2 separate regions of the Oryzias latipes genome follow, and region 1 is linked to region 2. Evidence: chromatin contacts called from public Hi-C data. All regions are on one chromosome and are shown on one strand. Each heading gives the region's core, a stretch centred on a gene start, on an enhancer-like site or on the middle of the called end of the contact. The rest is flanking DNA. Distances are from core to core; before and after follow the strand shown. Region 1 overlaps cbfa2t2 (protein CBFA2T2). Region 2 overlaps cbfa2t2 (protein CBFA2T2).

Evidence for each region. Hi-C and Micro-C count contacts between places; a contact is called where the count stands out from the background.
Region 1: a Hi-C map of embryo shows a contact between it and region 2, with 2.0 times the contacts expected there. The contact joins two enhancer-like sites. A contact is called at or near these places in 4 of 5 Hi-C or Micro-C datasets (embryo, fibroblasts and gastrula embryo).

What each region holds. Positions count from the first base shown.
Region 1 is chr5:12,032,371-12,036,818 of ASM223467v1, reverse strand. cbfa2t2 (protein CBFA2T2) reads right to left here. Exons shown (of 12, transcript XM_020703203.2): 8 at 4,259-4,344; 9 at 1,529-1,721; 10 at 402-470; 11 at 108-298. Among protein-coding and RNA genes, the nearest start is that of LOC101165723, 23 kb to the right of the region's middle. Within about 2 kb of position 1,603, at least 2 of the 8 cell types and tissues checked have an H3K27ac peak or open chromatin away from gene starts, as enhancers often do. A contact at or near this core is called in embryo, where this site is marked.
Region 2 is chr5:11,983,973-11,988,051 of ASM223467v1, reverse strand. All of the region lies in intron 1 of cbfa2t2 (protein CBFA2T2), which reads right to left. Among protein-coding and RNA genes, the nearest start is that of snta1, 7.9 kb to the right of the region's middle. Within about 2 kb of position 2,826, at least 5 of the 8 cell types and tissues checked have an H3K27ac peak or open chromatin away from gene starts, as enhancers often do. A contact at or near this core is called in embryo, where this site is marked.

The sequences.
Region 1 (4,448 bases), core at 354-2,853, 50 kb before region 2:
CTTCAATCAGTCCTTTTCTCTAAACATCTTCCTGCTGATAGAAACTTTCCACAGCTGCAGTATCAGCAAAGTGTGTGTGTGTTTTTTTTCCCTAAACTCCGCCTCACCTCGCTGGAATCTTCTTGTTCATTGATGACCATGATGGCGTCCTCCTGAGCCTTCCGCTTTTCCTCGGCGAGCGTCTTCTCCATCTTTGCCCTCTCGGCTGCGATCATCTCGAAAGCCTTCTGCTCCGCCTCGGCCACGGCTTTCTGGACCTCGTCCATGGCTTGACGTTTGACCTCGTTCACCGCTTCCTCTGCACACGAAGGCAGGCACATTTAAGGACCCGCCTGACGGCCTCCAGGCCATTTAAAGAACATGGCGGTTTGACATTAATCTTATTTTGATGGCGTCCTTACCGGCTTTCCTCCAGATCTCATCTGTAACGTATGCTGAGCCGGGCCTCGGGGCGAAATCTCTCTGCGAGTCTGCGGAAAAGACAAAAAAAGCAGGAAGATAAGTCCCCTAAACTGCAAGCAAATGTTCCACTCCTTATGTAATGTGCCTGAAAGTAACCACTCAGTGGGGGGAGTTCAGGTTTTTTGTCCTTTGTTTTGTCCGTAGATCTTCTCCACACATGCGGTGTAATTGCTGGTTGTCAGAGTTTTGGCCTGATCTGAGATCTGACAGCTTTAGAAAGGAATGTGTTTGGCTTGGAGAGATCTGCACACCAACAAGCTGTGTCAACATTCTGAGTGTTCCCTAAAACTCCCCTCCCCGCTTTTCACTCGTGTTTTTGCGCTTAAACCTCTTCCCCAACAATGCTGCCTGGCTCAACGGCGTTTTCCTCATGTCCAATCGCCTTTTATTTCCCCCCTCCTTCATCTGGCGTCATCCACCATCACCAGTGTGCTCTGAGCACAGGAAAAGCGGGCGAGCCCTCCGGCTGGGGGCCCAGATGGCACGCCGGCGAGTTCGCCAGCTCTGGCTCTCTGAACCTGCAGGACGGCAGGACGGCCCTTCTGTGGCCGATATGGCGGGGGCCAGTCCCAGCACCTGTCTGTAACCGGGGAGCAGCAGGAGGATGGCGAGGCTGGCGCTCAGAGAGAGCACTGCCAGTACACAGCAGAACGGGGACCAACTGCCAATGGGCTCACTGACGTGTGACTCAGCCTGCAGTTTCTAGAAGGACCACTAGATGGCGCAGTGAGTGTGAAACAAGTTTTCCAACTTGATTCTGTAAGCCTCTTTCCATATTTACTAACTTTTTACCATGAAGCTCCAGTCTTTGCTTCTTAAATGTGATGCCTCTGCTTAGAGGCAAAAAGATAAAAGACAATCATGAGCAGGATTTTTCCTATGAGAACTGGATCAATGACCCATTTTTGCAAAGATCACAGGAAAGACAACCATTTCTATCAGCTAATTTCTGTTATTAATGCAACACTCAGCTAGAAACAAGTATAAGCAGCCATCATGGAAAGACTTCAGACATCTAGCAGCTTCTTGGCCAGCAGTGAGAGCCCCGATTCTAAAACTGATTTACCAGATTCTGCAGAGTGGGGGCTGTGCGTCTTGGAGAACGGAGCAGAGCCCGATCCTCCTTTGCGAGGGTCCTCCTGCTCGTTGGAGCGGCGCCTCCAGTAGTTCAGCTCCTCCCGATCGGCCTCCTGGCACCGTCTGAGCACGCTCACTGACCTCCGTGTCTTTTCCACCATGTCCACTATACAGTTCAGCACCTAGAGGAACAAAAGAGTTGCTGCAATGTGGACTGTTTGTGTAAAATAACACCATCTCATCATGGGAACGTTTGCTAAACTCAAAACAAAGAAAAGAAATCTGTTTAAACACCGTCAGAAAACACATCCATTATCTTAGCACACAGCAGAAATCTAAAACACTGCAAAAACCGAATGTTTAGATTTGTTTCAGGAAAAAAAAATGTCTTATTTTCTGGTTTGCCATAAAAATGTTATCAAGAAAGTTTTTCAGTAGCGGAATAATCTAAGTTGAGAAAACATGACTTAGTGACTAGAATTGTTTTCTAAGTATTAGAATTCTTGCTGAGACTTATTTTTACCTTAATGGCAGATTTGTTTGCATTTTAAAAGAAAATCTGCTAACAGATTAGGAATTTTGGAATGATTTCTGATGCTACCCTCACCCTGCTTATGTGACGCTCATCCTTGAACGCGGATTTAGCCTCTGCTGTTCACACTGGACTGTCGCTAGCCGACACAGTGTATCACAGTGTTTGTTTATCCCGACTGGAGCAGTCTGTCGGTGTGAAGGGCACAGCACTCAGTTGGTTCAGTTCATATTTATGTGGCAGGAGTTTTTCTGTCCAACTAGGACAGTGCTCTTCTTCAGAGGCTCCGCTCAAATATGGTGTACCCCAGGGCTCAGTTTTAGGCCCGCTTTTATTCTCACTTTATCTGCTGCCACTGGGGTCCATTTTTAGGAAATATAATGTGTCATTCCACTGCTACGCAGATGATATCCAGATCTATCTTCCCCTAAAATCTGGAGGAGTGGAGGGTCTCAACAGATTGCAGAACTGCTTAGCAGACATCAAGTCTTGGATGGAGCTGAACTTCCTCTGTCTGAACAAAAACAAGACAGAGGTGTTTGTTTTTGGAAAGTCTGACTTGCTGACAGGCTGCTGTAGGGCTGTTGGCCCCCTGGACCCTTCAGATGCTCCGTTCATTAGAAATCTTGGGGTAAACCTTGACAGGCATTTTAAATTTGACAAACAGGTCAGTCTTGTAGTCCAGTCTAGTTTTTATCACTTAAGGCTAATTAGCAAAGTCAAGCCATATCTACCTCCTCACGCTTTGCAACAAGTGATTCACGCCTTGATCTTCTCTAGACTGGACTACTGTAACTCTCTGTACAGTGGTATGGATCAGTCTCTGCTCCGCCGTCTCCAGCTGGTTCAAAATTCAGCGGCCCGCCTGTTAACGGGGACCAGACGGTGTGAGCATATAACCCCGATATTACGCTCACTTCACTGGCTGCCTGTGTCTTTTAGAATTTCTTTTAAGATTCTACTTTTGGTTTTTAAATGTCTGAATAGTCTGGCACCTCAGTATCTTTCTGAGCTTTTGCATGTTTATCGCCCATGTCGAGTCCTAAGGTCTGAAGATCAAATGCTTTTAGTGGTTCCCAGGACTCGGCTTGTGACTCGGGGAGACAGAGCCTTTTCAGTTGCAGGTCCTACACTCTGGAATGCTCTCCCCTATTCTGTGAGGTCTGCCAGAACTGTCAGTAATTTTAAGACTCTTTTAAAAACACATCTTTTTACTCAGGCTTTTAACTTCAGTGAGCGTATCTAGTGGGACTTGTTCATTTTATTAATTTTATTCTTTTATTGTTTTTATTGTTTTATTTCTTTTATTGTTCAATTGATTTTATTGTTTTATTGTGATTGTTTCTTTATTGCATCATATTGTTTGGGATTTTATTGGATTTTATGTTAAGCACTTTGGTTGCCTTGGCTTTTATAAGTGCTATACAAATAATAAATTGATTGATAAATTGATTGATTGATACCAGAAGAGGATCCTGGAAGAGGCTTGGAGGGAAATGTGGGGATGGTGCAAACCTGGTGAATCTTTCTCCAGCTTTTTTCTTTTACAGCTCTATTCCGATATATATATATATATATATGGGACTCCGGTTGGTTCTAAAATGCAGTTATTAATTTCTCCTCCATGATCAATTTTCCATGTAAAAAGGATGCCATGAATTTACGCACTTCCGTAGACTTTTCATTGGAAGTGGGGACTTGAACGTTGCTGAGGGCGATGTGAACGTAGCTTAAGGGGCTTGTTTTCGCAAAGTAGCTGTAGTTGTAACCTTTTCCTTTTTCCTTACCTTTTCCTGACTAACAGCGGAAAAAAAATATGTCGTCCAAATTTCTCTTTTCAAATCCACCAAAAACTACAATTCCCAAAGCTCCGCCCCATTTATATTTGGTATTGTTTAAAAGCCCTAAATGTCTTCTGTAGATACCAAAATTAAGTAAAATGCAGTTTTTGGGAGATTTTCAGGTTTACGACATTTGGAAGACATGAAGTGTTTGACTCGTCACCAATCAGAAAACATGTTGAAAGGATGGGTTCGGATGGAAAGGTTTCTGTTTGGATGAAAATGAATCAAACCCGTGTGTTTGTGCGTGGATAAAAACCTTCGTTGCTGTAAAAAGCTCAGATCCCATAAAAAAAACGCCATGGTTTCCGTATCAGCAGCCGTGGTGCCCGTCTGCAGAACTTACATGGTCCAGATGTCTCCATTCATCAGCCCACTCCCTGTCTGTCAGTCTGTGGTCCACCGGCTCCTCACGGTAGCCGCCGTTAGAGCCTGATTAAAACACACAGGACAGACCGCAGGCCGCTGTCATTAACATTCCTCTGAATCCAAGAGAAGCCGCAGAGACGGAGAGAGAGATAGCTGGACTGAAAAAG
Region 2 (4,079 bases), core at 1,577-4,076:
CCCTCTTTCATTTGCCTTTCAGCGTCTTTTGTCACAGTGTCTTTAATCACACCAGCAGGGCTGTTACACAGCAAATAAGCTGACCTGACCTATGGGCCGACTGAACGACTGTCTAAACAAACAGTACTCCAAGGTGTTGCAAAGTTGTTGCTAGTATTTTTTTCCCCTCTCACTAAGTCAATACTCTCATTCCCTGATTAGCTTGAAGCCAAGTTCAGGATTTTGACCTTCCTTGAAGCTTGTACAATACTTTATGATGTCTTACTATGCCATAAATATGTCTTTGTGAGGTTAAGAAACTAATAGTTGAAAAAAACAAGTAAAGAAATGGCATTCTATTTTACACTTTCACTGTCCTTTTGTACAAGTAAGGCTTAATAGTTGACGAAGTGTGCATTATCGACGGTTGCTTCCGCGAAGTGCGTTAATTCTGATAATGCACACTTTGAAGGCCATAAACCCGCTTATACCATGGTCACCAAAGAAATAAATATTCAGTCAGTTTTAGTCATTTATTCTTGTTATTTTTTTAGTTTGGATCGCTTTTTTCACAAAACGTGGACTATTTGTTAAGATGTGCGTTACGTGACGATGTGCCGCTCAGCAGGCGGGGACCTCGAGTGCAGCGGCAAAAGAAAGCGATATATATGCTGTTTGTCACGATATATTAAATAAAGCATCAGTGCAGAGAGAAAGCTCACCTCTTACCGCTGGACCATGGTATAACTAAGAAAAAAAGAATTTCTGTGAATTATTGGTACATGTGCCTTTGGGAGGCCTAGGTGTTTCACCATCTCCTTCTTGAAAGCTAACTTGACCTTTACATTGGTACAGATAAAAACAAGCAAAGTATAGTGCACCTTAAACTGGGGGAGTTGGTTCATCTTTTCTTTGTTTCTTATCCTTTCTGATCAGTGGTTGTTTCAGGAAATGCAGACACTGCCCAACTCTGACGTTTCTAGTTGGTTTGATTCGTCTTAGTCTGTAATTTCTTGCTAAGAATAGAGTATATAACAGAAACTAATTCAATTGTATTCAATGCTTAAACATTTCAGAGTCCTTTAAACGTCTTCTTTTTCCTTCGGGGGTTTCCACAGTGACTTAGCTTCCTTCATCTAACCCTGTCTTCTGCATCCTCTGCTCTAACACCTTCATGTCTTTGTTTTCTGCATCCATAAACATCCTCTTTGGTCTTCCTCTAGACCTCTTGCTTGGCAGCTCTAGACTCAGCATCCTTCTACCAATATATTTATTGTCTCTCCTCTGGACATGTCTCAACCATTTCAGTCGGACCTCTCTGACTTTATCTCTAAAACCTCTAACATGTGCTGTCCCTCTGATGTACCCATTCCTGATCCCATTCATCCTGGTCATTCCCAAAGAGAACCTCAGTATCTTCATCTCTGCTTCTTGTCTATTCCTCAGTGCCGCTGTCTCTAGGCTGTCTCTAGGCTAACATAGCTGCTCTCACCACAGTATCCTCCAGTCTCACCATTCCTTTCATTTGAGCTGAAACTCTTCGATCACACATCACACCTGACACTTTTCTCCACCCATTCCAACCTGCCTGCACTCGCTTCTTCACTTCTTTTCCACACACTCCATTACTATGGACTGCTGGGCCTAGATACTTCAAATCCTCCACCTTGTTTATCTTTTCTCCCCGTAACCTCACTCTTCCACTTGGGTTCCTCTTATTCACACATGTACTCCGTCTTACTGCAGCTAACCTTCATTCCTCTCTTTTCCAGGACAAACCTTCACCTCTCTAGCTTCTTCTCTACCTGTTTCCTGCTCTTGCTAAAAATCACAATATCGCAAACATCAAAATCCATGGTGATAACCTCAGCCATCAGCCTGTCCACCAACACTGCAAACAGGCTCAGAGCTGATCCCTTATGTAATCCCACCTCCACCTCGCGCTCCTCTGTCACCTCTACAGCAAACCTCACCGCTGTCTTACGTCCCTCATAACACACTGCTCTGTCACTCCAGACTTCCTCATACATTACAATACCACAGTTTCTCCAGATTGGAGTCCAAAGTACCCTAGCACAAAAGAGATAACAGGTTAAAAAAAAATTAAATTAACAATAAACGCCACTCTCATTAAAAAAAATACTGTAAAAAACATGTCTTTGACCTGTGTCATACACTCTTGAGGTCCAAGCGGAAATGCCTTAATTGTCTAGTAGTGAGCTAACAGTGCCAATACTAAATGTAGCCCATGTGTACATGAGCCCATGTGTTTGCCTGCAGACAGTGGTTCACCAGAAATACTCTAAATCCTCAAGAGGAAACGTTTTCTACTGTTATTTTTTCTTTAGTTTCCTGTACAAAGAATGCACAAAGTCAAGAAGGGCAAATCATTAGCTGGGCCTGTTTACCCTACTTTCCCAGCAGTCATACCATCTGCGAGTGCTTCGTAGGTTGCATAAGGCCTGGCTGATATGACACCTCCGCAAAACCTGTTCCCTTTGTTCCAATTCTTCTCTATCCAATATTATCCAAGTGCTTTTCTTGTTGTCTCTAACGTTGTTTATACATTTTACAATTTCCATGCATCATGAATTATATTATATTTTTATGCTTTGTTGGTTTTTTTTTAAGGGAAATTTTACTCTTCCTCTGCTTTTCCCTGATTGCCTCTCCTCCTGTCATCCCTAACAGCTGACAGAGCAGACCCTGCCTGGTGGTGACACTTCACCGACACGACCCACGCTGACCTGGGCCAGATTACTTGTCCATGTGGGAGCAGATCCAGAGCCAGGGCCAAGGCCAGGGTGGTGGGAGGGGAGGGGAGGAGGAGAGGGGGCTACCGAGGCAAGCAAGATGGCCCTAGTCATCATAATCATTCATTGCCTGCTGTTCCTTCTGTCCTCGCAACCCTCCCACTCTTCATGCTTTTTTGTCCTGCTCATGTCAAGGCCACAAGACGCGTGTATCAGCTGAGCCCAGGATGGTCGGAGTCAACAGGGTCAGGTGGCAGACGCCTGGTTAAGTCTCCTGAGGCTGCAAACTGCTCCCCGGCAGCTCAAACAAACAGCCACTGAAATGCAAAGATAAAGGCAAGCACGCTCTCGCATCGACCCATATGCGCAGATTTCCTTGCAGATCAGGCATTATAATATTAGAGAGGAATAATTGTTGAATTGTGTGTGTGTGTGGGGGGGGGGGGGGGGTTGTTGCTGATGAGGTTTTGTCCAACAGATAGATTGGAATTAAGGAGGGGGACTATAAACACATGACCAGATGGAGAGAGATATAGCCCTATTATATAGATCCCTCGCTCATATGTACGTTTACATTATTCAGTAGGTTATAATGAGTAACCGAAGACTGTGGTGGCGGAAAAAAAAAAAAACCTCAAAGGTTCAGATAGCAGAAGGTGGGCCACAGGTGTACAGGCCTGAGACGTATTCTTCTCATTGACCTCCCATAATCACCTTTCACATTTTCATTCATTACTATCCTGTCTCGGGGCGTCAAAGAGGGCGCATGATGCGTCTAGCCACTGAGGACTGTTTACTACACAGCATGACATTCACATAGTAAAAATGTGTTATGTCTGTGTTTTAATCAATTAAAATCTACGCATCATTGTTTCTTAGTTTTATTCCTTCTTCGTTGTCTTCTGCCTTTCCTTCTGTCAGTGGCTTTCAGGTGCTTATCAACAATGCAACCCGTCATTCAACAGATAAGAAAAATCACTGTCACATCTAGCTCAGTCTGTCCTCTTTCTATCCCTTATCAGTTGATGTGTTTATCTAGTAGCTCATTCTGGTTGGCCTGTAGATGAGGCAGGTGGGGCACACACACACACACACGATGCAGAGAGGCAAGCAGTCAGCCGCTCAGACACTGGTCCATATGGTGGACCTCTGGAGCTGTTGCCCGTGACAGAGGAGGGGAGGGAAGGGTTAGTGGGATACAGAGATGTTTGGAGGACGTCAGGAGCGAGGGGGGTTTAGAGACACAAGGGAAGGCTGAAATTAGTCAGCAGAGCAAAGCAACTGTCCAGTCTATAGGGACACTGGCGTCTGACTGAGCAGTTTGGCGAGTTGAGGGTTGTAATTTTC